Linked DNA regions of Mus musculus: all the other regions are linked to region 1. Evidence: chromatin contacts called from public Hi-C and promoter capture Hi-C data. All regions are on one chromosome and are shown on one strand. The core of a region is the stretch at or near the end of the contact, and the rest is flanking DNA. Distances in the headings are between cores, read along the strand shown.

Region 1 (7,247 bases), core at 2,477-4,976:
TTGCTCTTTATCCTAAGATTAGTAAAAAGACATTAGTGGTTGAAAGCAAAGGAGTAACTTGGTGAAAATAATTGTTTAAGTTTGGAAGGGTTTCATAATTATGAGGTAACTGGAAGGCCTTGATGGCCTATTTCTTAAAACTAAGGAAATATTGTTAATTTTTCTTTAGACACATGAATGGTATTACAGTAATATTTAACAAGAAAGTTCATACCATCTAATGGATAAGATGAAAGGGAATTTTATGACACCTGTGCACAAGCAGACCCTTGGATGGAGGCGAGTGTTATAGAAAAGAATAAAGAAATGACAAGGGAGACCTTGGGAAATTTCCATTAGAGTCCAGGAAAATGGGGATATGGGGGCAGGGACCACATCAGAAGTGGTACCAGGCACTGCCAGAAGAGGGCAGTCAAAGCATCACACAGGCAAAGCAGGAGAGGGTTCTTAAGGAAAAACTGCAGGTAAAGTTAACACATCGAAGCAGTACCTGGACCGTGGATAAATTCTCAACACACTGTCTTACGGTGATGACTGAGATAAAAACAGTGTAGAAAAATTACTGCTGGAAGAGGAAAAAGAAAATAGTTCTTGGGCACAGTGGTAGAAGGGGCCACGTTTGAGTGATCCAGGGTAAATGGAGATTCATAGGCACTGAGGCTGTAATTGCTAACCTTGTTTTCAAGGTTTTGACCTCTAAGGGAAGGAAGGAGATGAGAAGAGGGCCAGGGTTGTGAGGGTGACTGGCAGCAGTGTCTGTGGTTGTGACAATGAGAGAACTGAGGTTCCATTCAGGAGGTCCTGGCTTACATATTCAAGTGCTGGTAAGAATTCTGTAGGAAAGGGGAACAAATGAAAAGATAAGTACATACATTCGACAGTAGTAAAGGCAGAATTCAAGGCCCTGGGAAAGGCCTGGTTGCTGACGACAGAGGACGTTTTTATTGTCCCAGGAGCGAGAGGGTCAAGTGTACACAGGATGGGAAGGGCCTTTCCGTGCTCCCTTCCCCAGAAACGAACAGAACAGTTGTCTGGGCTGAGCAGGACCCCAGCACCTAGGAGACTAGGCAAGAGGATTACACTGTCGGGTCCAGGCTAAGCCAGAGAGACGCTGTCTCCAAAGCAGACAAATAAATAAAAAGAGAAAAAAAGAAAAAAAAAGAAATATTCATACAAAGCAACTGTATGCCCCCTCCCCAGTACCCTCTCCCACCTGTCCCTCTGTCTGTCCATCCCCCATTCTCTCACCCTGTTGCTCTCATGCTTACATTTAGACCTGTGTCACACATGCTTCATCTATATTTACAGAGAGAGAGAAACAAATGTTACCACTGGCTAACTCTGAGTATCTGAGTGACTGGCAGCTCTCATCCCGCTGCATTTCTGTGCTATTTGGGTATTTTAATGGCCATACATTGAAGCCATTAAATCAGTAAAGTATTTGTCTTAAAATCCAAAAGTGATGTAAGCCAGAAACGTGATGTGCATGTGGGCATGTATACACACATCATCTAAGACACATCCATGTCAGACAAACCTATACACAGACAGAAACTGAAAACACAAGCAGCAGAGAAAGCTACAAATTCAAAGTCAACACCTCAGCCAACAAAGCACACATATAGTGGAGAGTCGGCAAAGGACCAGAGTTCAGTTCTCAGTGATCCTGGGTGGGAAGTAACCATGGGAAGCTACAGGGTCTATAGCTATGCTGATTTCTCCTCTGGCTTCTGAGTGCATCAGGCACACAAGTGGTCCGTGGACATATATGCAGGCAAAATACTCAAATACAGATTTTTTTTTAAATCTTTCTACAGCGTATAACGTACAGATACTCTTGTTCCCTATTAATATATAGTAAAATCCTCACAAATAATCCAACTTTTAGTTTTTGTCTATAATGGCATTAAATAGCAAAAAATACTGTCACAGGCCAAATGATAGACAACAGAAGAAACCACGGTTTGTTTTATCTCCTTTTAACAGGGTCGACGTGCACCCATCCACTCCACCCCCGTTTTTCCTGTTTTCTTTTCTTTCAGTTGGGACTGGAACCAATGGCCTAACACTTACACTTGGAAAATTCTACCCACTGAGCTCCAGCCTCAGAACTTCCTCCCGATTTTTTAAAATTATATAGACCTAAAGCCTGCAGAGAGGTTCCAGAGATCGTAAGACTCCTTTCGTTCTTGCTTGATAGCAGCAAAGCAAATGTCAACAGCTGCGTCTCCTGTAACTATTCTCTCCTTCTTCGATAGCACAAGCTCTGTCTTGTCTAAGACAACAATACGTACTGTTAAAGACAAGACCTACCATTCTCTCACAAATGCTCTTAGTTTTTTTTAACAGAGCACATTGCATTTATTCGATCGAACTGCCATTGTGAGGACCTAAATGGCCCAGTTCTCACTAACGATGTGAAAATGAAAGTTTACGAGCTGGGGGTTATGGAATGCTTGTTTTAAAGGAGAAAGGGACACTGAGCTGGTGTGTACTTTTGCCTCTCCCCTTCATTTCCTTTCTAATGTGAGAACATATGTGTGATATCTAGAGGTTCCAGAGGCATCTTGAAACACCAAAATGAAAGTTACATGATAAGACCTGTAAAACAGGATCTATTGGACAGTGGTTTGGTCCCCAGGATAAAGGAAGTGGGGAGAAGAAAAAGGAGGGAGGAACAAGAAAGAAAAACAAAGACAGGAGGGTGATGGGTTTGAAGCGGTCTTTGGATACCTGAAGCCAGGCTAGGTCGCATGAGGCCTTTTCTCAGAAAACAGAAACTAAATTAGCTGAGTGTAGTGTGGGTGTCTGGGTGGGTGGGTGTGGGGGGAAGGGCTCATGCCTTTATCACACAGCTAAGAGTTGGAAGGTTGAGGCCCTGCCAGACAGTAGGTACTCAGGAGTGAAGGAATGTATAACCGGATAGGAACCTTGTCTTTCTTCTCCATTGTCTCTCTGAAATGCTCTTATATACCTTCCCAGGGGATGGGAGATACTTTCTAAATATGCCTCAGATGACCACCAGCCACCAAAGGGACTGAACCCTTCAGCACCTACTCAATGCCTCACACACAATAGGTCCTCAACAGTGAGTCAAAGTATAATAGGGTAGGGGACAATGAAGACAATCCCGTTCAGCAAAGATTGGCTAGGTGTCTACCCAAGCCATAGGTAGCCTTTGACCCCAGACCCAATACAGGAAATCCGGGCCAATGATTCTATAGTGTCAGTTCTGTTTCCTTTTAAGGAACGTTTTGTCCATGCTTTTCTAAGGAACTTTTGTCCGGGCGATTCTGTCACAGACACTCACTGAGATGCTGTGGGAGGGAATCAGGGTGAGAGCCCAGGAGGCTCTCGTTCTGGTAAGAACTTCCACTGATGCTCTGACACTGGCTTGGTGCTTAGTGAGCTGTCAGGAGAGCCTCAGCCGCGGCTCCACCCAGTGGTGAATCCTCGGCCACCCTGCAGGGGTCGCTGTTCCCATGAGAACCTCTGCAGCGGCTCCACCCAGTGGTGAATCCTCGGCCTCCCTGCAGGGGTCGCTGTTCCCATGAGAACCTCTGCAGCGGCTCCACCCAGTGGTGAATCCTCGGCCACCCTGCAGGGGTCGCTGTTCCCGCGAGGACACCCCCGCCCCCCACCCCACGCCATCGGTGAGGCCACGCCCCCCTCCCGGCCGGCTGTTTTCCGCCGCGGTTGCACAGTCGCCGGGCGGCGGGGCGGGGCGGGGCCTTCCTCCGGACGCGACCTCGGTCCCCGTGGCTCGCAGCTGCTCGGCGACGCGACAGGCCCAGCGTGTGAGCGGAGAGGCGCGCGCTCGCGGGCGCCCGCCCTCTTCCCTCCCCCGCCTCCCCGCCAGGAAACGACAGCTGCGCGGGGCTGGCGCCGCCTCCCGCCACCTACCACGTCCGCCCCGCCGTCGCCGTCGCCCGGCGCCCCAGCCCGGCCGCGGCGCTCCCCGCCTCCCCGCTAGCGCAGCCGGCGGCTCTGCCCGGCTGCCGCCCGGCATGAACATCATGGATTTCAACGTGAAGAAGCTGGCGGCCGACGCGGGCACCTTCCTCAGCCGGGCCGTGCAGGTACGGCGGCGGCGGTTGGGGCCGGGCGGGGTGGTGGCGCCGGGGAGGGCGAGCGGAGGGCGGGTCGGGGACGGCGTCGCCCTGGTACCCAGGCCTGCCGATGGGCGCGGCCTGGCGCCCCTGCCCCGCTGGCCGTTTCCGCCTCGCTCGCCCGGCCGCCGCCGCCCCGCGCCCCGGCAGGCGAGTCGGGACGCGGCCCAGGGCGGACACCTTGGGTTCACCCCGGGGCGGAGGCCTCGGTGCCCCAGCCGGCGAGGCAGGGCACGCCGAGCACCTTGGCGCCACCCCCACCCTCCGCTGCGCTCGCTCTCGCCCTCCGGGCCGCGTCCGACCGAGAAGGGAGTTTCCTTTTCCTGCCCCTCAACGCAGAGGAGCTGCCAGCTCAGTTCCCACCAGCCCTCGCTGCTGCCCCTTGGAAGGATTGTCCCAGAGCTTAGCAGCCCGTGGGGGAGATGGAGATTGCCTGTCCCTGTCGGTGTCCCAGCTTCACCAAGGACGCAGGACACCTAGGATTAGGGGTGCCCTGACGCGTTCCCCAGATGGGCTATATAGAGCAGGGGTGAGAGGAGGACGCGATTCACGTTGTTGTCACATTGGAGGGGACCGGGCACGCTTGGCTTCAGGCGCACTTGGAAGGGAAAAGTTCACTGCGTCTCCTTATTCTGTGATTAAGGAAGTGTCAGCAATAGGGAACTTGGGCAGATTTTTTACAGTCAACACCCACATTATGCAAACTCAGTTAAATCTCGGAGCAGATGTCAATTTCACAACGTGGCTTGTAAACAATCTGGTATTGAAGTTAGTGACATAGGGTAGCAGCAGCCCTCTGTTCCGGAAAGAGAAAACAAAAGTAATGTCCCATGTGCCAAAATCCCACCGAACTATAAATCTCACGTGTGCTGCTTTATTTCTTGATTCATTTCATTTTACTGGCACTGTGAATATCATATTTCGTTATCCTTGGCAAAAGAATCGGACAGTTCCCCAGGGTAATGACTGCCTATCTTATGAAAAATAGTATGACGAGCAGTTTACTGTGCATTGAACGTACTAGCTGCAGCCCATCTCTGTCACTTTGCCAGAGAGGCATTGTTCGCCCTCCCTTAAAAAGGAAGCAGTCTTAGAGAGGGTAAATAAACTGGCTTGACTTGCTTGGCTAGCAGACAACCAAAGTTGCCCTCTGACCCACTACTTACTATACTAGAGGCTGCGTTTTCCCTCAGAATGATCATCACGGGGTTAAGATATGTAAAATAGCAATATGATGTGGCCCCAAGAGAACTTAAAGATCATTTGGTAAAATCTGAACTCTTACCAACAGTGAGTAACGCTTAGGGATGGGAGATTCCACCTCGCTTTTGATTCCCTGGACCAGTGCACTGTGTGAGAAGCTCACAGCCATACTCGCCCCTTAATCCTCCTTCCTCCCCAGAAATGTGTGATTCAATAATTGGGGGATGAGATGAGGTGTTTTTAGACTTAACATTAACTCAGTAGAGGAGCCGAGGCTGTGGTAAGTTTTGTTTAGTGTTGCTTACCTGTTACTCCAGGTATTTAATGTGACAGATACTACATAATCCACAGTTTAATACAATTATGTGTCTCAATCAGACACAAAATACATAATTCAATCTAAATTATTGAAAGACTCAATTTTAGAAAGTAAAGCTAGAAATTTTCATAAAAATTATACTTCCCCAATGAATTTTAGTTTCTAATTGTTTCTGGTGCTTTTTTACCGAAAAGGTTTTTAAGTTGTATCCTAACGTGTAAGCTGGCAAATAATTTTCTCTTCAGTCTTATTCAGTTCTATGTTCCATGTTTAGCTTCACTGATTAAAATAAAATCAGAAGAGTCTCCTCCCAGCCCAGCAGCATAGAGCGCATGAGCAAACAAGGCAGTGGAAGCGGAAAGGGTACTTACTCGGAGAGGTGGCGGTGGCCATGCTATGGTGCCAGGAGACTTGGGCTTCCCATTCTAATGGCATGAGGCACCAAGAGACCTTCGTGAAGTAACAGAAACACAGTGCTTGTGGGGCTTTGCTGTTTGGTTGGTTTTTATTTTGGAAGAAAGCTATTCCAGACAAACAAGTTGAGAATACTGGGGAGGCCAGGTGGAAAAGAGCTGTGTCCCCAAGACCAGCTAAGTATTTGTGACTAGTTGACTGTGTCAGACTAGCCCTGGAGTAGGAGAAAAACCTGTGAAAAATGACTCTGGATTGTGACTTCAAACATTTATTAAGGAGGGAATGAGAACTGAGGTTTTAAATGTGTCCTTTTATGTTGTCTGTTAACATTACATGCTGAAAAGTTATGGTTATACTCGTTTGAGGCTCACTCTACAGTTTTTCAGAAGAACAGACCAAGTAATTGAAAGCAGATTAGCAGAATTTTGGTAGTTGTTGAAACTGAATTATAAGTAAGGTTTATGAAGATTCATTATACTGCTTTCCACTATACTGCTAGTTTTTTGTTTGACACATTCCACGGTATTTTTCAAGTAAATTTACAAGGAAAGCAGGGTGTTTCTAAGTTACAACGTGAAATCCAGAATGCTGGAATATTAGTTTTCAATAAAGCACTGTTTTCTTATTCCAGCATTTCGTCAATAACTGAGTTACTGCTCTGAGCTATGGTGATATCTGTAGAGTGCCAAAGTGCCAAGTTCCATGCCAAGAGTAGTTTAAGAACTGTGCAGTGGCTCTTTATAAGCAAGAGTAGTAGAGAAAAGTAAGCTTTCTCATTTCTAAGTAATTTCCTTTCAAAGAAAATTGTACTTTAAAAAAGTGGGCCATTCTCTGGTCACCTTCCATAGGTACATACATACATTTTGCTCAGGCATTTTATTAGAAATTATCCTTTTGTTTTAAGTGGAAACATGAGATCAAAACTATTCAAATATATAAATAGGTAGATAAGTCTTGGTACTTTAAAAGTGTTAGGGTAGAATATATATAGGGGACTGGCTTTTACTAACTCATCCAGTGCCTAGTATAATGCTCTCAACTCAAAGACAATCCCTTTCTTAAAACACTGTTGGGAGAGTATATAAAGAATTAAACGTTCAGTCCTTGTGCCATTTTACTGTGCTGCAGATGAAATAGTGTGAAAAACTTGGCATCCGATTATGCTTTTGGAGAAGTTGGGCCCCCAAATATAAGATCATGGG
Region 2 (7,247 bases), core at 1,553-4,052, 1.8 Mb after region 1:
TTTGACTATCTTCCCCCATCCCCACCTACACACACACACACACACACACACACACACACAGAGAGACACAGAGAGAGAGAGACAGACAGACAGACAGAGACAGACAGAGAGAGAGAATGAATGAATGAGACTGACTGTGAGCTGAGTGGTAGCTTTTAGCCTAAGCTAATTTGCTTTCCAACTATGATCCTGCAGGTCTTCTGTCTTCCCTTTGGGTTGTACTAGTTTCCCCAACACAACTAATTTCAGAAAAATGTCCTATACTATTAAAGACCTGTGCACTTGTTTACACTTGCAGATGATTTGTAACATTAAACTTTTATACTGGTTTTAACACTAGGACTATGAAAGATTGAAGTCTTTTCCTATGGTACCTGTCTGAGGGTCATAAGGCTCTTTGAATTCAGTTTATGAAGATTCTATTTTAAAGCACAGTGCAGATTAAAACCAGCCCAGGCGGCAAATGGAATGCCAGTTCTAAGACTTAGTTCTTTTCCTACATCACTTAGTACAAGTACTATTTCCTTCCCAATTAGCTAAACTGGGGTTTATTATTTTGTACTTACTGTGAGAGCTAGGCTACATGTTTGTCTCCTAGGTTCAAAATTCCATGCTGCTGAAATGTGAACATTTTCTCTTTAGACCTTAATTTGTTTTTCTAAAGAACACTCGTTTTTCTCTTTATATCTAAATTTGTTTTTCTAAAGAAATCTTATTGTGTTTCTATTTGTCTAGCATCTATGTAACCCTTGCTGGTCTGGAACTCATTATGTAGAGCAGGCTGGCCACAAGCTCACAGACTTCTGCCAGCTGCTGCCTCCCAATTGCTGGGATTCAAGGAGTGTACCATCACACCTGGCATTGCACAAATACTTCTTAATAGTTAGCCACTTGTTATGTATATATGAAGTTTCTCATCTCTTTCCTGGAGAAAAGTAAATTATAAAAAAAGAAAAAGAAAAACATATCAATAGGAATCTAGTGACCCACTTTAAATGGTAAGTTTTGTTGTGTATACTTTACAGTAAAAATCATACTACCACTTTGTACCTACCATTTAAAATTGTAATAGTGTTTTTGGACACAACACTGCTTCCTCAAGAGGACTCCCCACTTACTTGTTATAGACTCTTTCTTAAGACTACTCATAACTCCAGGGCCTAACTCTCTCTGTTAGTTACTAGGGAAGGTAATCATATAACTTGGCTTCTCCCAATGTTGTTAGTTCCTTGTTGCTTCCTTGATTAATAAGCCTCCATTTTAATAGCAGGAGTTAAAAATGTTACTCACACTATAGTAAGTATGAAGACAAAGTAATGTGTCTCAGATTTACAGCTCTGCCATTCTTGAAGCAACGGTTAATTACAAGCCAATTCCAGCTCTAGCAAAGTATTTCACACTCTGCAGTATGATGAAACTGGATGCGTGTTTACAAATATTTCACTTAAGCTATAAGCAGTTTCTAGAGTGAAACAGTATTCCTAAGACGACACTTGGCGAAGTAACAGTGTTCATCCATTAAACGCATTCTAAAGTTGATTATGTAACTTAATAATTAAGGCACTTGTTGCTTTTATCATTTTCAGCCCAGGCAATTCATTAAACATATAAATAGTAAAACTTTTGAAGTACAGAACGGAAAAGTTTTGCCAGTATATTGTGAGCCGGAGTCACAGAACTCTAGATTTTCAATGATTTCTGACTTCAATGATTTCTGAGACTCTTGGAGAAAAATCTGCAGGAGCCTGCATCAATGTCCCATGAAAGGTAAAGTGCTTCTCAGACTTGTAGCTACCCACCTGAAACCTGCCATACTCACCTAAATAGCCATCACCACTTTGTCCACATTGCTTTGAACCAGCTATATTAGATGCACTTAATCTTCAGAACCCCAAGGGAAGCGTTTACCGAGAGTGTCCACTCATTGATTAGACAAAAAAAGTATCTGTTGATACTTGTGATACATAAGTGTTACTTGTAGAAGTCCATTTTCCCACAAGTTACACTATGTTACTAAGTAGACTGTGCTACTAAGTAGCTAATTCCGATAGGCTGCTAAGTAGCTAGTTAAGGCTCACTACTAAGTAGACTCTGCAACTAAGTAGTTAGTTCTCATTTATACCTCCCCAAGTAAAGTCGGCTTTGGCTCCTTCCCGACGCTGATTCTGCCTCATCTCTTTCCATTAAACTTACGTTGAAAAAAAAAAAATCAACAAATGAGCTAAGTCAGCTTTGAGCTCAGTAGTTTTCTAGTCCCAACCACAGAGTTCAGGGTAGCGCTCGAGGAAAAGGCAGCCCGTGGGGACTGCTCGGAGCAGAGGCTGGCGCCCTGACCACGCCCACTTCTCCCAAGGGCCTCTTCCGCCCGGGTTTGGCTCGCGGTGCACCTTACTGGTGGCGACGTCGCGCGAGCCAAAGGCGAGAGGTGGACACGCTTCGGCAGGTGGGGGAGGGAGGAAGCGACAGCTCGGGGTGGGCGGGCGGGAGGGCGCGGCTCCCCAGCAGGGAGGGCCGAAGCGAGGCTCAATCTGCGGCCGGCCGGAGGCCAGACCTAGCGTTCGCGCAGAGCCGTTAAGCGCAGCCGCGGTGGGTGTGGTCTGCTCGCTCGACTTCCCGCCTCCCGGCGACGCGAGCCCGGGGCCTTTCGCCTCCCTGTCATCCGGGCCCGCCCAGAGTCCGCCCCGCCCCGCGCGCCTGGCCCTGGGGTCCCCGCCAACCCTCCTTGGCTTCCCAGAGCCCGCCCAGCAGGGGGCGGGGCCCCGCGGCAGTCACGTGCGCCGGCAGCCGCCAAGCGCGGCCGCTTTTGCGACGCGGTGACAGCCAAATGGTGCGACAGGAGGAGCTGCCGCCGCGGCCGCTGCGCCCCGCACCGAGAGCTCCGAGTCGGCTCCCGGCGTCGCCCTGAGGGAGCGGCTGAGGGAACAGAGTCCGGCGGGCGGCGGCGGGCGGCGAGGGGAGCCGCGCCGCGAGGGCCCTCGCTCCCCGCCGCTCTCCATGAGCCGCGCCTGCAAGCCGGGCCGCGCCTCCATGACTCCCTAGCTGCCGCTTTCTCTCCGGTCCTCGCCCCCCGCCCGGCTCTCCCGTCCCGCCTTCTCCCTCGGCCGCGCCGCTGGGCGCCTTCAGGTGCGGAGGCCCGAGCGGAGCGCCATGGCGTCCAACCCCGACCGGGGGGAGATCCTCCTCACCGAGCTGCAGGTAAGGGCCGCGGCCCTGCGGGAGCGCCGCCCGGGGAACCCGGGAGGGGAAGGCGGCCGCGGGGTCGGGGTCGGGGACGCTGCGCGGCGCGGCGCGCCCCTGGCCCGCTAGGTGTGGAAACTCGCGGGGTGTCAGGCCGGAGCCGCCTCTCCGCCCCGGGACCCGGTCTCCCGCGCGCGCTCTCGGAGGCCACCGGGCGGCGGGACCCCGTCCCCGCGGGCGGGGCCGCTTACTCGCTCGGGTCCCCTCCGGGTGTCACCGCCCCGCCCTCCCCCCAGCCCCGCTCCCTAACTCCTTTGAATGACTCCCAGGCTGTGGGCGGTTCCCTCCCTTTCCCCTCCGACCGCACAAAGAGCGCCCCCCGAACTTGAGCCCCCGAGGGCTCGCTCCGAAGTGATGGCCTTGCGCTGCCAGCCGCCTTCAGGTGACCGCGAGCCCGTAGCGTGATCTGCGGGCCGCGTCTCTCTCCCAACTTTTCCTTTTGAACTCCGTGAGAGAGAGAGAGGTGGTCCCTCGGATGGCTCTCCCTGCTCACATCCGGAAGTTCAAATATTGATGCTTCCCCCCCCCCCCCACCGCCCCAGACTTTCATTTTCCCTCCGGTTTGGACACAAGAGAGAGAGAGAGAGAGAGAGAGAGAGAGAGAGAGCGCTACAGAAGTTGTTTACAAACCAGAGAACTGTTCATTAAGTGAAAACGTTAGGCAGCACATGTCCGCAGAAGATAACAAAATAGATGGCGTAATTAGTGTAGTCGGTGTCGAAGCAATATTATTCTTTCCTATTCCCAGCTAAATAAAGTAAGCCACGATTTTTGTTTTGAGATCTCTATGGAGTAGGAGACTTTAAGTTTATCCTGTTGGTTACTTTTTCATTACTTTGGAGTATTCAAGAGATGTTTACATCTGGATTAAAATTTTGTCTCTAAACTGGGTTTGTTTTGTTTTAATGTATTGATATTTTGGCTACTCAAAGATTAGAGGTGAGAACGGAGACACTTGCATTTCTTTTGAATGCATTAGAGGGTTGATTTTTTTTTTTTAATTACTAGTTGCTTCAATGTTTAAATTTCTTTTTGAAATGCATTTCTTTCTAAAGCTCATTATAAGCCTGGTATATTCAGGCAATCAGATGTAAGTTTAAACACATTGCTATGATATTTGCAATATCTTAAAAATTACAGACTTCAGCAGGGTACACTAGTGCACTACTGCACTTGTGGAATCCTTTGGAAAAGTAAAGTTGAATTTCCTGTCACTTGAAAATGCCACTATATAACCTTTTAACTACAGTTAGCTTTTAGTGAGCAGCTCTTCACAACACTCATTTGCTAACTGAATAGATCCTTTTTAAAAAATGTACATGCTTCTAAAAGTAAGCATGTACTTTTGGTCTTAAATTTTTTTTGAAATAGCATATAATGCCTTATTTTGAAATATGAAAAGCACACGTTGATTTTGATGAGAAAATGCCATTAAAATGGCAGCATTTTTTCCTTTTTTTTTTTTTTTTTAATCAATGGTGTTAGAATTATAAAGTGTATGGCATCCTTATATTTTCTGGGGGTTGGCATAAATGGCACTTATTTTGGCATTGTAACGGAAAGCATTTTATTGTTATATTTAGGACCTTTTTATTAGTAAGGTCAATTTTAGCAGTAATGAGCAGTTAAAGAATGATAAAAGCCTTTAAATATGACAATTTAAAAAGTGGAATCAAAGGAACACCCAATGCAGTTATGTTTTATAAAAAGTATAGCTTCCTCTAAAAACTAGTTTTACCAAGTGGTACTTTAATAATAACTTTTACATTGTCATTATCTATCAAGGACATTTTTCTTTGTTTATTGTATTCTCAGTTCTAATAAAAGTTATTGCATTTAAAGTTTATTATGTTTACTAAAATATTTATATTGTTTCCTATCATCACTTAAGATACATGGCCATAAATTTACACCTCTTAATAAATCTACACTTATTTCGTCTAGTCATGAAAATGTACGTTGACTTGCTATTTGCCAAAAGTTTACTCAAAGAGTCATTTTTTTAAATCTTCTAAATTGTTTGAATTTATTTAGATGGAAAATTAGCTCTTAATGATTTTCTGGCAAACACACTGTTTAGTAGGTAACCAGTTGTAAGATGTGTTTAGTGGCTGAACACTGTTACTTCACCATCTCTTGTCTTAATATTGTTTCCCTCTAGATACTGATTACAATGTCAATGACATATTTATTTATTTATTCAGTTTCATTTTTTAATCTTACTGCAGAATTTGAAATACTTTGCTAGAACTAGAATTGACTTGTTAATAACCTTTGCTTCTAGAAAGGCAACTTTGTAAATCTGAAACACATTATTTTGTTTTCATCCTTACTATAATGTGTCTGTGAGTATCATTTTTAACTCTCACTGATAAGGTGGAGGCTTATTAAACAAGAAAGCATTAATAGGGTGCACATTAACTTTGTTAGCCAGAGACTTGAAGCCTTAAGGAAGAATATTTGTTATAATAAAAACAAAAACAGGCTGTTAAAAATTTAAACAGTTTCTAGCTTGTATATAATAATATTCCTACTTTTTAAAATTTGAATCTTAGCAGGAAACTTATTTTTGTGAGACAAACAACAACAAAAAAAACCCTAAATTTTATTTCTAAGAAAACTGGGATTAATGAAAAGTATCAAGAATCTCCAGACGACTATATTACTTCAAGAAAACACAGAACCAAATATTGAGTAGAAGAAACTATTTAAAATAATTTTGTTGATACTGTTGATTCATCTCCTTTATCCGAGTTCCTAAAGTGTTTGTTTGGGTAAAGGAAGTTTACTCAAGAGAAAAGTTATGGTAGGTAGTTACCTTACATTACAGATGTCCATGTCCTTTGAATACCTGCAGGACTTTGAATATCTGCAGGACCTAAACATGACAGGGTGATTTTTACTTTCTAGAATAGCACAATCACATTTGTACTGGTAGAGAGTTTTATGAAAGTGCAAATAGCAGTATTTGCTACATACCAGACATTGCTCTTAGGTATCTTTTATACCTATTTGACATTCACAAAGATCTAGTAGGGTAAGATATGTTGCTTTTATTTTATGAATTAGGAAACTAAGCTCAAGAGAATTAAGTTGTCAGGCGTGGTGGCACATGTCATTAGTTCCAGCACTCAGAGGGAGAAGCATAGAGAGTGCTCTGAGTTCAAGGCCTGCTTGGTCTATATAGTTAGTTTCAGGATAGCCAGAGCTAAATAGTGAGATGCTGCCTCAAAAACAAAAAACAGGAAAACAATCAACAAACAAGAATGTTAAGTAAATTAACATTGGGTTGCTTTCTCAAGTGACTTCATAGTTTAAATTTTAAGTTTGTTTACAACCTAGTTCAATGTTGACATTAGAAGATGCTCGGAATATTAATAGGAAGGTTTCATTTGTTACCTTATAATGAGGACTGTCTTGATCATTTTATGAGAAATTTATTATAGTTATTGTCATACTCAATTACAGTTAACCTTTGTATCCTCAGGCTCTTCATTCATAGATTCAGCCAAATGCCACTGCCTACCAAGTGATGGGATCTCTGAGTTTAAGGTCAACATGGTCTATATAAAATTACAGGAAAGCCAGAGCTACATAGGAACTATTAGTCTCAAAGGGGTGTGAAGGAGTGGGGGAGGTAGTGGTGTATGTGTATCTGTGTGAGTCTTTGTGGAAAAATGGAGAGATGGCTCGCTGGTTAGGAGGACTGGCTGCTCTTCCAAGGGACCCAGGTTGAATTCCCAGCATCTACATGGCAGCTTACAGATACATCTAACGCCACCTCTAGGATTTTGACGCTCTCAGATATACATGCAGACAAAAACACCAATGCACATAAAGTTAAAATCAAAATAAATAAGTCATTTTTTAAAAGAATCAACTACTTCTGTACTGAGCATGCAGAAACCTTATTTTCTTGTCATTCCCCAAACAATAATAGCATTTGCATTTTACAAAAGGATGTGTATAGGTGATATTACAAATATAATTTTCCTTGAAGTGAATAGGGA
Region 3 (7,247 bases), core at 2,873-5,372, 1.4 Mb before region 1:
GGAAGCGGGGGGGGGGGGGGGGGTTGCCTCTTGTCAGCGCTACAGGCTCTGAAAGCTGAGCAGCCTCGAGTGCTGGCTGCAGTGATGGTGTGCCCTGACTGACTGTCCTTCTCTTTCCTAAATTTTCAACGGGTAGCTGATTCCAGTGTCCAGCAGACAGCTCTCTTGCAAGATTAGTTACAAGTGTCAAGATGCCTAGTTCACCTTAATTAGCAACAAGCCGTCACAATATTGTGTTCCAGAGTCTCTTGGTGGGCCACAGGCAAATCTCTAGCAAATCTCTCTAGCTGTAATAGACAATATAATTTCCTTTTAAATGTCCATCATTTAAACAACAGGTCTTCAAGAATTAGGACATCAACGACAATGTTCTAGAACTTTTGGCCTGATAAATTACTACCTGGCAGAAATCAAATTTTAGCTGAAATCATAAATCTGTAGTTCAAAGAAAGAATAAATAAAAGCAACTTTTTTGTTTGTTTGTTTCTTTTTCGAGACAGGGTTTCTCTGTGTAGCCCTGGCTGTCCTGGAACTCACTCTGTAGACCAGGCTGGCCTCGAACTCAGAAATCTGCCTGCTTCTGCCTCACAAGTGCTAGGATTAAAGGCGTGCGCCACCACTGCCCAGCAACTTTTGAAAGAGAGGTGAAGCCAGCCATCTGAGAGGAGAGGAATTAGACCCCCCCACCCCCTGTGTCTACAATGCAGGCTCTCCTCTAGGAGCATAAAGAGCAGGGATGAGACTCAAACCAGAACAGAGGTTCTGCAGCAGAATGGTCCAAAGAGACCTCGCAAAGAGGGGAAATGCAAATAACTGCAGAAGCAAATGACACTCATTAACACGTGCTCCATGCTGAACAGAGTGCTCCATGCTGAACAGAGTGCTCCATGCTGTGTTGTGCTTTTGTTAGTGTCTGAGACAGTAACAGTGGTTCTGAGGTTAGAAGTGCTTGCTTGCTGTTGTTCTACAGGCCCTGGGGATGGGGTCTGGCAGCCCCTTCAGACAGCTCACAACCACATGGTACTCTAGCTCCAAGGGTAAGAAGCCCCGATCTGGCATCTATGGGCACTTACACACACAGCATACACACACACACACACACACACACACACACTTACACACAAAATAAAAATAAATAATAATTAAAAGAAAAAACTTTTGGAAACAAAGTTCTTTTTCTCCATATGGGGCACACAGGGCTTTCCCACTTCAGAGGTGATATTCAGACGTTAAACGCCAAGCCCCAGCTGAAGAGAACGGCTCACCTTAGTTCTTAGGGCCAAATTGGTTTTCTTTGGCGACTGTTTTTATTCACAAACGATAACCACAAGAAGCCACCTGGTTGTTGGTGGTGATTTTTTTTTTCCACTAGGCTTCAAAAACAGTCTTAATTTGTGTTTCGTGTCATCGACAGGGGAGCCACTGAGCAGAGAGCTTGGCTCTAAATCTATTCATCCCTGACTTCGGTTTTTGTTCAAAATGTGTCCCAAGTCTTCTGGCTTTGTTGGCAGACTTCAGCACTGCTACATTTTTTTTTAAACATCCTCCTTAAGAGAAGAGAATGTGAAAGTCCCCATTTAGGGGGTTACATAAGAGGTGCCTGTTTTTAGACAGATCCTGGCCATAGAACCTGGCGTAGGAAAGGTTTGCTGAACGAGAAAGGTGTCTCAGGGGAAAGGTTCAAGCATTGAATGTCTCCTGAGATTTATGTGTCCTGGAAGATGAGCAAAAATCCTAGCAGAATTCATACTCTACTTGGGAAACCCATCAAACCTCCCCAGGTGTGTGCTGTTGGCTGACAGTATCAAGAACAACGTGAGCAGCTGTTGATAGTGCAAACTTGGTGCTCATTTCCAGAGAGAGCTGCGTCCTTGGCCCCTTGTACATAAAATATCAGAATTTGCACCCATGGGCATTTCCCCCACCTCTGCATCACCTCTCTTCCGTCCACACTTTACAACGCCACAGTCCTCTCTTCCCACCAGTACTGGACAGCCGTGCACCTGCCTATGGTATATGTCACATCTACAAGCCTCCAAAAGCCATTTCCGTGCACGTGCAAGTCTGTGTCATTTAGCAATGCACACTCTAGATGACACAGAACACATTAAAAAATCATTTAAGCCCCAAATGAAAAACAAAAGTCAAATAAAAATAACTCTTAAGGTTATGTATCTCGCCTACCATGAATACAGCCTTCTCCAAGCCAAAAGACAGCGGGCACATAAACCAGAGTTGTCTGCTCCTTAGTGTTTAGGACGTACATTCAGGGAAAAACAGAAGAGTAGGTGCCATGTGGCCTATTTTAAAAAGCCTTCTCTAATTTCAGAGACATAGTTTGCACGTTTCATGACAGCAGGCATTTTGATGGGTCGTTCACAACTGGTCACCGTTCTCAAAGTTGCTCCAATGTTTTCTTTTCGTGGATGCGCGTGTATTCGTGTACGTGCACATGCATGCACACGTGTTGTGCATGTGGGGACAACTGTGGGTGTCATCTTCAGGAACAACACAGACCTCCTGTGAGACAGTGTCTCTCACTGGCCTGGAGCTCTGAAATTAGGGCTGACTGGCTGGCTAGTGAACTTTGGGGGGGGGGGGTCCTCCTGTCTCCTGCCTGTTGTGCACTGGGATTACAGGTCCCAAGTACTGTCACCTGGCTCCAACAGTGTTCTTTGAGTTTGCAAGAAAACACCTCTGGCCGGGCGCCTTTAATCCCAGCACTTGGGAGGCAGAGACAGGGGGATTTCTGAGTTCGAGGCCAGCCTGGTCTACAGAGTGAGTTCCAGGACAGCCAGGGCTACACAGAGAAACCCTGTCTCGAAAAAAACAAAAACAAAAGAAAAGAACACACCTCTGTAGCCCCACCAACATGGTTTTATAGTTCAAAACCGGTCTTTTGAAGGTCTGAGAAGTCTATGCCACCCTTGCAGAAAAGCATCCATTCAGGTAGCCATCATAGACTAACTTCCCTATGGCTCAGTTTCCTTGCTGGCTTCAAGAACATCCTGCTAGGAAGGAGAGGCCGCTCCCTGCTCCCTTAGAAAACTTTAACAGCCCGCCACTATTTGTTTTAAGAGCAGCAAGCAGGAGCCAAAGGCCACTTTGTCCTCACCTCCCCGGCTCAATTGCGCTGCTGCAGACATTCAAACTCAGGAGAGGCCGCTTGGCAGAGCCACCTGGCTTCACTGAACGCCTTTTCATAGAGCTGGGGAAACCAGGGTTGACCACACCGCAACCCTCCCACCTAAGAAAAAGTCGGTTTGTTCCGGAAGGCAAACAATCAGCCTCATTTTTAACCGAGTGCAAGCAGTTAGCATTAGTTTGCCCGGGGTAGCAAGAACTCTAAGGTAGAGCAAACCAGGATCTTTTCAGAGTCCTGTCACCAGGAAAGAAACACACACACACACACACACACACACACACACATACACACCAAAAAACAAAAGTCATAAAACATCTGATCCCTCTCTGTCTCTCCGGGTCTCTTGCCTGGGAAAACCGTCAGTTTCAGGGCCAGCCATCCTCCTTCAGAACTTTCCAGGGCTCCCGGGACTGAAGGAGCTAGACCCATTCCCCGCCCAGAGGTTCAGTGGCCCCCAAATGAAAGCCTTAGGGGACCAAAGCCTCTTACCCTTCCAGTCAGCGCTCTGATCTCAGCCCCGGGACTTTGCGGAAAAGCGGCTGTGTGCACCCTGGTCGCTACGCGTGGCCCTGTCCTCCCGCCACGCCCCCCGCGTCCCCACCCTCGGCCGCTGACTTCCTTCAGCGCTGGGCGACCCAGGGCGCTGTCACGAAGGACTTTTGCTACGTAGCGGAGAGCCCGGACGCGAGGCAGAATGGGGTCCACGTGTGAGCTCAGGGACACCTTCTCGGCGGGAGATATTCCAGGAGGGGACGCTGGAATCCAGACGACCACCAGACATGGTCCACTGGGGGAGTACCCACCTGTGGTGGGGACCCCAAGTCAGGTCCGGGACGCGGTTCCACGCAGGCAGGTCCAGCGTCTCCTCGTCTCCGGGCATGACGTGACCCCAAATTCCCTCAGTCCCCACGGTCCCCACACCCGGCTCCGCCTACGGGTGTCTGCGAGATGCAGGTGGAGTGGACGCCCTTATAAAGGGAAGTCGTCCGGAAAGCCTGCTATGAGGCCGCCCGTCGTCCACCCCGCCCCCCTGGCCGTCCTGACCTCCTCCCTCCCGCCCCATTCCCCACCCCACCACCCCACCCCCGCCCCCAGACCTCTGACTCCTTCAAAAGTTCATTGCATTTCTTTTGAGCTCACCATGTGGCCCACACTGGCAACCAGAGCAATCCTCCGGCCTCAGCCTCCTGAGTACTAAGATTACAACAAGCACGTGCTACCAACGCTGGGATTTTGGACAAGTAAAGTGTTGGTACTGAGTTCTACCGGATGCTCCTCCCTCTTGGAATCAATAAGTTCGTGGGGATGGGTTTCTTCACTAAGGAGTCTTTATTCTGATAACTCCCTAACAAGTAGTTAGGATGACAGGGCAAGCATGTGGAAAGCAAGACCCCAGCCTCAGCCACCAAGTCAGCTTTCTGCAGCCAGTCTGCTTGACCCCTGAGTAGCCCAGAGTAGCCCACCCCAGCGGCCTCTATGCCCTTCCCCCTTGTTGCCTGAAAGCAGGGGCTTCAAGACAATTGGTTTCTATGAACCTGGCTACAGTACCCAACCTGAAGCTAGCAGGGCCTTTTGGACAGAACCGGCTCAGAGGCTCCTGTCGTCACCATGCAGTGGAGCTAACTAAACCCCTAAGTTTCCAGGCTATGTGCGTTAGGAAGTGTTCGAAAGGTCCCCATGTTTAGCTAGGGCAAAGGACAGTTTGTAGAGGATTATGTAGAAAGAGCTGGACAGAGCCTTTTGGACCCTTTGTGTAAGGTTTTTGTTTTTTGTTTTGTTTTGTTTTTTGCTTTTTGAGACAACCTCATATAACTGAGACTGGCCTCCAACTTGCTATGAAGCTGACGCTGGCCTTGAACCTGGTCCTCCTGTCTGCACCTCACAAGGGCTGTTGGTGTTGAGGAATATTCTGCCCCACCCCCACCCTTCCAAATCTACTCTGTTTTAAAAAGTCACTTTCCAAAAACTACTGGGTAAAAATGCTTGAGTTTTGTTTGTTTTTGTTTTTCCAAATTTCTTTTAGGAAATACGCTTACTGGGTATGGAAAGTCTGAGAAAGTCTGTCTGAAAAGTCACAGTGCCCACCGTACCTTCATGCTCAGGATTCTGTACACTGCCCCCTCCCCCCAGTGTAGCCAGTCCTGGGTTTGACCCCAGAATCATGGGGTGGACAGAGAGAATCCATTCCAGCAAGTCCTCTGGTCTCTGCAAGTCATGAGTGATACCTATGTGTGGGGTACACACACACACACACACACACACACACACACACACACACACGAGAGAGAGAGAGAGAGAGAGAGAGAGAGAGAGAGAGAGAGAGAGAGTGTATGTGTTCACAGACATTTGTTACTACTCCCAAGTCACATAAACAGCCACTAGCAGACGAACTCTTTCTATTTAGGTCTCTGACACTCCAAAACCTTTCTTCTTACTATATCTACCCACTGACAAGACAGGTCATTAAACAGTTGCTGGTGTCCAGTAACTTTCTTCATTGGCAAATGTTTCTCTAAACAGATTCCCACCTGTGACAATCTAGAAACAGTCTCACCGGTGGAGAAAATATGTCTTTTCCTAGGTAGTTGTAAAAGATACATTTATCTAGGTATGAGGTCCCTGTCATTTCTAGGAGATGGGGGTCTCATAACTGATGTTTAGCATTCTGTCCCCTCTTCCAAGGCATCCCCTGAGCAGTCAGTGCAGATGTATCCAATATCCAATGTCAAGTGGTCAGCCCTGAAATCCTATATACAAAAGCCATACTAAAGTGTACTCAACAAGATATATAATAATCAAAAGGTCACCTACTTGAGAGGGAGTGAGAGAGACACAGGAGGGGTTGGAGAAGCAACAAGAAAGGGAAAAGTAATGTTATTATATTTTAATTAAAAACTCTAAATAAAATTTAAAGATACATTTATCTAAATAGCTGTTACTAATGAAACTTGTATCTCAAATAAGTATATTTGAGATCTATTTAAAATAAGCTTGGGTGTGGTGCACTATGGTCCTGGCATTTTGGAGGCTGAGTCAGGGGGATCGCAGTGAGTTGGAGAAGAGCTTGGATCACAACGTAAGTACAGGCCAGTCTGACCTGCACAACACCACACAGTCTCAAATTTTAATAAAAGTAAATGTAGATATATAACCAGAAAGCAAAATCTTTTTTTTAAGGGGGCTTTATTTTATTTTTAGTTACATGTATAATGCCGGTGTGTCTATGTGTGAGAATGTATACCTGAGTGCAGGTGTCTGGATGGACCAGGAGGGGATGTTGGATCCCCTGGATCAAGAGTTGCAGGGAGTCTTGAGTCCTTCTAATGTGGACGATGGGAACAGGACTTAACCATCTCTCCAGCCCTGTAAATTCTCAGAGAGTAGCATAGAGGAGAAGCTTCCTAAAGGAGGGTCTTGGGTATCAATCCTCATGGGCACCCACTGGCTCCCAAGCTGCCTCGCTGAGACCAGGCAGTACAGTGCGCCTCCTTCCGTCCCCATCCCCCATCCCCCAGGAAAACGCTTCTCACGCAGGCGCCACATATGCTGCCCTTAAAGTAGAAAGGGCCCCAAAACGACCACCTAAATGTAGGAAGGAGCTGTGGATAGAGAAGAGGTGAGGAAAAAAAAAAGATGGACAATCGTTGGAATCAGACGGCTGAAAGTTTGGGCTATCGCGCACACCGGGAGACATGAATTACGGTTTCCTGGCACCCTGTTAAAACACTCAGAGGTTAGTTCACTAGAGTCTCTTGTTTCCAGTGAGGATCCAGGTTCATGTGTCACTGGGTAGCACTAGACATTGCTTTGTTCTGTGTGTTGGGTGTTTCAATCACAAGCTTTTGCTCTACCCACCTGTGTGTGCTTCAAGGCTTGTGTCTTAGCTTTCCAACGACACAAGAGTGTTTTGTTCAACCCTGTACTGTGCATCAGACATTTCAGGTTTGCCAATCACAGTCATGGATTTCTCTTGCAGGTTTCCTTCTTACGACAGTTTCATGAATTTACCATGTTAAAGGGGATTTTTTTTTCTTTTAAGTCATCTGGAAAATGTAAGCCAAGATAGTAGTAGACCTGCAACAATTTTATAATAGGCAGTCCA
Region 4 (7,247 bases), core at 1,277-3,776, 1.2 Mb before region 1:
CACATGTGTCCTTTGACACACTTACTTTATCAAAACATTTTTTTTTTATCCATGTCTGCTTCAGGAAAACTTTCTTTTACATGTCTGTTTTAACAAAACACCTTTTTTTTTTTTTTTTAAACCTGTGTCTGCTTTAGTGAAATTTCTTTTTTCATGTGTCTGTTTTAACAAAACATCCTTTTACTTATATCTGCTTTAGAAAAACACTCCTCCATGTGTTTGCCCCAGCGAAACATCATTAGACACAACTGGCTTTCTAAGGAAAACCAAAGTTTCCACTTCAGAATTGCATCTGCGCTTAGGAGTTTTGGAAGTAAAGCTGATAGGTTAGCCCAACGCCTTGCTTTCTCCCCTTCGGGATGTGCTTGTCTGCTGTGACCCCAGGTTTACCTGACTTCCCCAGGCAGCTTCTGACCCCACAGGGATCTTGCCCTGGCTCTGCTCTGCCTTCTACAGTCATTTCCAGATTGAAGTCACAGTTGTTTATATACAAGAAAGGACTTCCCTCTACACTTTATCAGTACTAAGTGTGATGTTTTGGACTTGGGTACATTTCTCATAAGTTTGGGGTAAACTCAGGGTAGAAGGGAAATACCATCACGGAGCTATCTCACAAAGTCTTCAGAGCTGTCCGAGAGTGAGGAGCTGGCATAGCCAAGCACTCGCCAATCTGAAGAGATGATTCTTATGTGGTGTGGCAAAATCATTTATGATTAAGTTCTCTAACCGAATGTACAAAGACAGATACTTGAGTGCCAAAGTCATAGTTCTTGGTTGAGATGTTTACCTGAGGGGGGGGGGGAGTCTAGACAACACACACCAAGATAAGAGTCCTCACTCAGAAGAGTCAAATCTGTATTTCAGTCATGCTGGAAAACCAGCTAGTTTCAGAATGCCCCCAGTTCCCCGACAGACTGGAGTATAGACAGCAACCAAAATCAACCAACCAACTCTCTAACCAACCCACTGTCTAATCATCCAACCGAAACACCAAGATAAAGGTAGCATTTTAACTGACAGACAGTATTGTGACATACAAAGGGTCCTTCCAAAGATAAGGACTTCTGTGTGCAGTTCATGTGTACCATCTCCATGTGTGTGTGAACACCAATGCCTGTATGTGTGTTTGAGTAAGCATGTATGTATGTTGGTATGTATGTAGGCCCAAAAGGGCAAAAGCAGCAAGCTTTCTCCAGTGCTGACCCATCTCTCCACCCTCATTCAGTGCTGACCCATCTCTCCACCCTCGTTCAGTGCTGACCCATCTCTCCAGCCTCATTCAGCTTTTTATGTGTGTGCCAGGGCTCTGAGCTCAGGTCCTTCTGTGTCTGTGGCAAGCACTTTATGCATTGAACAACCCTTCTGCCCCCTGTTTGCTTTTTTTTTTTTTTTAGGGTCTCACTAGGTAACCTAAACCTGGCTTTGAATTTATAATCCCTCTTGCTACAACCTCCCGAGTCTTGAGATTAAAGATAGATACTTCCATGCCCAGATATCCCAAGTTTTAGATCGAAGTTTTGAGTTAACAAAGCACTACCAACACCCACAAGCTTATGGTATAATGGTATTTCCACTTCAGTGAAGAAACATCAGGAGCCTGAGGGAGGAAGTCAGTGAGCCAGTCCACAGGGCCAGATTCCGGGTGTCCCACGTGCAACCATGCATGGCTGCACAGCACACCATCATCTTCGTTTTTACTTACCTCTCCTAGTTCCCACTCTTGGTAAGCTGTCCACCTTCGTGGAACAGGAGGGAACATAAGAACACCCTTTGCACTATTGCACAACGTTTCTGCAAGTCTCAAGATAAAAAATATAAAATGAAGCCTGACATATTCTTTTAGTGTGGATGGTGGTTTTTGCAATTCTGAAGAGAATCGTAAAAGCAGCGTGTATAGCTAGGAGTAGAGCAGCATTTTATTAAAGGACCCTCCCTGGGCAGCGATTTAGTTGTTTCTCTTCTTTATTGGCTCTTAGGACAGCACCACACAGCATGGATTCTCGGACCATGCCTGGTCCCACTACCATCATCATCATCATCATCCTGAACATAGACTTTCTGACAAACATCAATAACTACAACCCTTCCAGATCCAACTCCATCAACGCTCCAATGACTCTTCTCTGCTCACACACACACCCCTGCTGTCGGCTGGCTCCCCAGCCCACCCCCTCTGCTCTTTCAGTTTTTTTTTTTTTTTTTTTTTCGAGACAGGGTTTCTCTGTGTAGCCCTGTCTGTTCTGGAACTCACTCTGTAGACCAGGCTGGCTTCGAACTCAGAAATCTACCTGCCTCTGCCTCTCAAGTGCTGGGATTAAAGGCGTGTGCCACCACTGCCCGGCTTCCCTCTGTTCTTTCAATGTCCACAGGCCACTCTCCATTTCCAGTTGGGTCAAGGTCAAAGAGCCGTGCTTCCAATGGCAGTAGATGTCCGGCAGGTATTGAGGTTCAAGCAGATACGCCTCAGGATTTAATATCTGTTCTCCAGCCAACAGCACGTGTGACATTCTCAGCGGCATGGACTCTGAACAGGTGGCTGTCCCATCTGTCTTTCAACAGATCAGAGGGAACGGTGGCAAAGGGCAAGGCTGGCTTGTAATGAGGGCACCTCTGGCAAGGAGATATCCACCCCTACTTTCTCTGTTGGATGGCAATATTGTTAAATCTCTGCTCCCAGTCTCTAGTCTCTCCTAAGCAGGGTACTGTGTTCCCCGCTGTCTCATTCTTTGAAGCACAGCTCGTGTGTTTGGAGTCTTGGTTCTTAGCTGGTGGAGACATTTTAGGAAGCTGTGGAACCTTTGAGAAGCAGGGCCTAGCCGGAGGACGTGGGCCACTGAGGGGAGTGGCCTGAGCTTTGAAGTCCAGCCCAGTTCTGGCTTCACCTCTCTTCCTCTCACTCTCTTTCCCTTTCCCCCTTCCCCTCCCTCTCTCTCTTCTCCCTCCCTCTCTCCTTCCTGAATGCTGGTGTGAAATAGCCACCTCACTCTCTTGCTTCTACAACCACAAGCCATGGTTATAAATATAAGCCATTCGTGAGAAGTCGTGATCCCATTTCCTCCTCCTCCTCCTCCTCCTCTTCCTCCTCCTCCTCCTCCTCCTCCTCCTCCTCCTCCTCCCTCCTCCACTCCTTATCTCCAGCCTCCTTGGTGTTGTAACTATTTCTTGAACACCACCAGCCTAGGCATTCTATGTATACTGGCTCCTGTCTAACTTCCATCCTAACCAGGAGGTCGGCACTATGTATCTACCGTATAAGTCTTTACTAGTGTGTGCCTTCCTGTCTCAAGCTGTAAGAATCTTTCTAGATGATTCTAAATTGTGTTAAGCTGACAATTAGAGCTATCACCAAGATCACAGGTGGCTTTTGTGCTCTCCATGTCTTGAGATAGCCCCAGGCCTAGGCACATCCTGACAGCTTCCTGCCCTCCCCTGGTCCTCTTGGTGCCACGTTCCTGGGTCTCAGCAAAGTAGAAGTAAGGAAAGGCAAACAAAAGGCAGATTTCTCAGCTTCACTGCGAAGCAGATTTCTTGCAGGTTAGTTCTTTGGTGTTGGGTAGCGGTTCTAGTCCTTTCTTGCTTCTCTGGACCAAGAGAGTCACCGAGAAAACAAGTATGCCACCACCAGAGGGCGCTGCGACCACACAATTTTTTTTTTTCTGCAAAAACTGACCTCTGCAAACATAGTTTAGATTTCTTTTGTTTCTGAGGAGAAATTAAGGGTTGCCCGTGGTGGTGGCAGTAGTGGGGGCTGGGCAGGCGGTGAGAGGGCAGGCGGTGAGACACGAATTAATACGGAGAAGCAGAGATGGGAAGTGTAGCAAACACTCTGCAGGTGCCTTGCTGTGTCATTATTTGAAATTTTCAACTCTGTTGGAACACTTGCTTTCAATATCGAGCAGAGGACGATGCTGAGGAGAAGGGCTGTGCTGCCGAACAGAACTGGGTGACAGCCCCAGATCTATGCTCAGTAAATCTGTGACTACCCATGGGGGCCAACGAGGCCTGGAACTTTCTGTGTAGACAAGGCTGGCTTCAAACTCGGAGAGATTGGCCTGTCTCTGCCTCCCCAGTGCTAGGATAGTAACACCGTGCTGCTAGACCCTGTGGCCGGCCCCTAGTTTTCTCAACAACGCCATGAGGCATTTGTGAGAATTAAAGGAATGAGGTTATAACATGTCCTGGTCCCAGAGAGCCACAAGAGTGCAGCGCTATGACAATGATATATTACTTAAACCTTAAAAACAATCCTGTGTACATGTGTGTGGTATGCATGCAAGTGTGTGTGTGTACATGTGTGGGTACAGGTGTATGAGGCGTGTGTAGGGCCCAGATTAACCCTGGGAGTTTTCCTCTATCACTTTACACCCTATTCGTAGAGGGTGGGTCTCTCAGTAAGATCTAGAGCTCACTGGTAGAGCATCTAGCCAGCCAGCTTACCCCACGCGGTGGTTAGCTTTAACTGCCAACCTGATGTAGCCCAGGGTCATCTGGGAAGGGAGTCTCAATTGAAGGAGTAGCCGAATCACATTGGCCTGTGGGGATGTCTGTGGGGGGTTGTCTTTGTTCTTAGTTGCTGTAGGGGAGCCCAGCCTACTGTGGCCTGTGGTCCCGGGTTGTCTAAGAAAGCTAGGTAAGTGTGAACCCATACGGGAGCCAGCAAGCATTGTTCCTTCATGGTTTCTGCTGCAAATTCTTGCTTGGGTTCCTGCCCTGGCTTTGCTCCGTGACTGACTGTGATCCAGAAGTGTAAGTCAAATAAACTCATTCCTCCCCTAAGCTGCGGGTCTCAGTGCTTCATCGTGATAGCAGAATAAGGACACCAGGACACTGTGCCAATCCCGTCTCTACCTTCTGAGCATGGGAGTTTCAGGTGGGCAGTCATGCCTACTCGGCATTCCCGTGGGTGCTGGGGTCCACACTCTGGCCCTCGTTCCTAACCAGCAAGTGTTCTAACCATTGAGCCATCTTTGCAGCACATTGACAGGTTTTGGCTTTATGTGGCTCAAGAAGGCCCCAGCTGTGGCTTATTGTGGCCTGCGGTCCAAAGCTGAAGAGCTGGTATGAGAAGGAGTACACGTATGTAGGGGAAGGAGTGCATTTTGGAGAGTGGGATGGAAGAGAGCAAGCTACGCCACGGAAGAGCCACTTGCTTCTTTAGATCAGTGTCCACCCTGGCAGGAGGGGCCCAGCAAGAATCCACCTGTGATGCTGCATTTGAGAACCCAAGAGCCGGGCTGCTATGCTGTCACAGGAACTTGGCTTTCCTGGTACTTGAGTTCTAGAAAATGGAAAAGGAGTGCTTGCTCTTTTTTTCTTCCTTCCTTCCTTCCTTCCTTCCTTCCTTCCTTCCTTCCTTCCTTCCTTCCTTCCTTCCTTCCTTTCCTGTCTTTATGTCTTTCTTTCTTCCTTTCTCTCAAGGACTGCAATGCTAAGAGGCATTCCACAAGCAATCATTCACAAAGTCCTATTTTCAGGGTTGGACTCTGTCAATGCATTTTAACCACAAAAGAGAAAGAATTCTAATTGGAGGGTAGGGTAGTTTCAGGAATGGCGGTTTCTGCGCTGTGTAGTGGCAGGTGCTGGTGAGAAGCTGATTAATCCCATTCAATAAATAAGAGGTTGCGTTGAGCAGCGGCACGCTGGGTACCAAACACTTAGGTATAATTCCTCTTATTTCATGCCCTCATACCCTTTGAGGTATGCGAGGGACGGAGTGTTAACTAAGATTCGGTTTTACTTTGTGTGTATGTGTGTGTATGCTTCTGTGTTCTGCCGTGTGTGTGTGTGTGTGTGTGTGTGTGTGTGTGTGTTATATGGGCACATGCATGTTTAGGTACGCTTGCCCGGTGTATGCGTGGAGACCAGAGGGGGCTATCGGGGGACATTAGCTCTTTTGCTCTCTCTCCTTTATTTCTTGGAGATACAGTCTCTCTCAGAGCCTAGAGCTAGGCTAGTCAGCAAGCTAATTTGCTCTTACTCTGTTCTGCTTTCAAAGCATTATGGTTTCAGGTATGAGTGTGGCTATGCATAGCTTTGTTCTGTGAGTGTTTGAGATTCTAATTGAGGTCCTCATATTACCCACTCAGCCGTCTCCTCAAGTCTGACTTTTGAGTCTAACCAATATCTAGTGAGTGCAAAGGAGTACCTCACTATGATTTAATTTTCTTTTTAGATTTATTGATTTTATGTGCATGAATGTTTTGCTGACGCATAAGTCTGTGCACCACGTGTGTACCCGGTGCCCGGGGAGGTTAGAGGAGGGCACTGGATTCCCTGGAGCTGGAGCTAAAGATGGTGTTCAGTCACCATAGAGGTGGTGGGAATTGAACTTGGGTCCTCTGCAAGAACAAGTGCTCTTAAGTGCTGAGCCATCTCTGGCTCTCACTGTGAGTTTAGTTGGGACATTCTTGATAACCAGTAGCATCAAACATCTGCCCACATGACTAATGACTAATGGTTATTTATTTGTAGATATTCTCTGGAGAAGTATCTCTTCAACCTTTTGCCTGTTTTCAAACTGTTTTTTTTTTTTTATGATCAAGTCAAAGAATTCTTTTTGTATTCTAGGAATGTCTTTTTTCTGGTACACAGTTTGTAAATTCTTTCATTTAGTAAATTTTCTCCTCACTTCCTCATCTGTATCCTTTGAAGCACAAATGCCTTCCGTTTTAACATGCCAAGCTTGTTTTCCATTTGTTGCTTATATTTTTGGTATCATAAGAATTTAACGACAAATCCAAGGTTGTGAGGGTTTACTAGTAGGTTTTCTTCTAAGATATTTATTATTATTATTATTATTATTATTATTATTATTATTGGATTCCTGGTCTCGAGTAAGCTATGCTTGCCTTGAACTTGCTATGACATCTGTCACAACCGTGGACTTCTGGTCCCATTTTCCTACCTCCCAGATGCTAGGATTACAGGAATGTATCACTGTGCCTAGTTAGTGCAGCTCAGTGACTCTAACCCAGGCTTTAGTCCTTGCTAAGAAAGCACTGTTAACTGGCTCACCCACAACGCTCCCAGGAACCTTACAGTCCTAACATTAGAGTTCTGATCTGTTTTGAGTTGAATTTTATCTGCGATGTGAGAGGGAGGATCTAGCTTCACTCCTTTGCTTACGGGCATACGTTTTCTTCTCTCCCCTGTTCCACAGCCTCTATACTCCTGTTGAAAGTAAGCTGACTGTAGGCACCTGGGTTTGTTTCCACGTTCTCATGTCACCTGTTCATCTGTAGTCTATC

The links. Promoter capture Hi-C pulls out the DNA fragments that hold promoters and counts their contacts. A called contact is a pair of places that touch in the nucleus more often than the background predicts.
Region 2: a contact with region 1 is called in a promoter capture Hi-C map of pre-B cells, with 7 times the contacts expected there. The contact joins the promoter of Pkn2 here to the promoter of Sh3glb1 in region 1. A contact is called at or near these places in 5 of 39 promoter capture datasets (embryonic stem cells, hippocampal neurons, liver and 1 more), 5 of 484 Hi-C or Micro-C datasets (CD4 T cells, embryonic stem cells, liver and 1 more), 5 of 115 datasets of contacts at active chromatin or transcription factors (astrocytes, extraembryonic endoderm stem cells, fetal liver and 2 more) and 1 of 9 other capture datasets (adipose tissue).
Region 3: a promoter capture Hi-C map of pre-B cells shows a contact between it and region 1, with 4 times the contacts expected there. The contact joins the promoter of Mcoln2 here to the promoter of Sh3glb1 in region 1. A contact is called at or near these places in 3 of 39 promoter capture datasets (hippocampal neurons, liver and pre-B cells).
Region 4: a Hi-C map of the Ba/F3 cell line shows a contact between it and region 1, with 6 times the contacts expected there. The contact joins the enhancer-like site here to the promoter of Sh3glb1 in region 1. A contact is called at or near these places in 6 of 39 promoter capture datasets (frontonasal cranial neural crest, hippocampal neurons, liver and 2 more), 2 of 484 Hi-C or Micro-C datasets (the Ba/F3 cell line and CD4 T cells) and 1 of 115 datasets of contacts at active chromatin or transcription factors (pancreatic cancer cells).

Annotation. Positions count from the first base shown.
Region 1 is chr3:144,716,814-144,724,060 of GRCm38.p6, reverse strand. It overlaps Sh3glb1 (SH3-domain GRB2-like B1 (endophilin)), which reads left to right and starts at 3,726. Exons shown (of 9, transcript NM_019464.3): 1 at 3,726-4,079. The coding sequence starts at 4,008.
Region 2 is chr3:142,877,559-142,884,805 of GRCm38.p6, reverse strand. It overlaps Pkn2 (protein kinase N2), which reads left to right and starts at 2,802. Exons shown (of 22, transcript NM_178654.4): 1 at 2,802-3,195. The coding sequence starts at 3,148. It overlaps 9530052C20Rik (RIKEN cDNA 9530052C20 gene), which reads right to left and starts at 2,311. Exons shown (of 2, transcript NR_152127.1): 1 at 1,820-2,311.
Region 3 is chr3:146,146,708-146,153,954 of GRCm38.p6, reverse strand. Mcoln2 (mucolipin 2) reads right to left here and starts at 4,122. Exons shown (of 14, transcript NM_026656.5): 1 at 3,949-4,122. The coding sequence starts at 4,025.
Region 4 is chr3:145,902,055-145,909,301 of GRCm38.p6, reverse strand. No RefSeq gene overlaps it. Among named protein-coding and RNA genes, the nearest start is that of Gm35187, 15 kb to the right of the region's middle. Within about 2 kb of position 2,526, at least 23 of the 459 cell types and tissues checked have an H3K27ac peak or open chromatin away from gene starts, as enhancers often do. A contact at or near this core is called in the Ba/F3 cell line and liver, where this site is marked.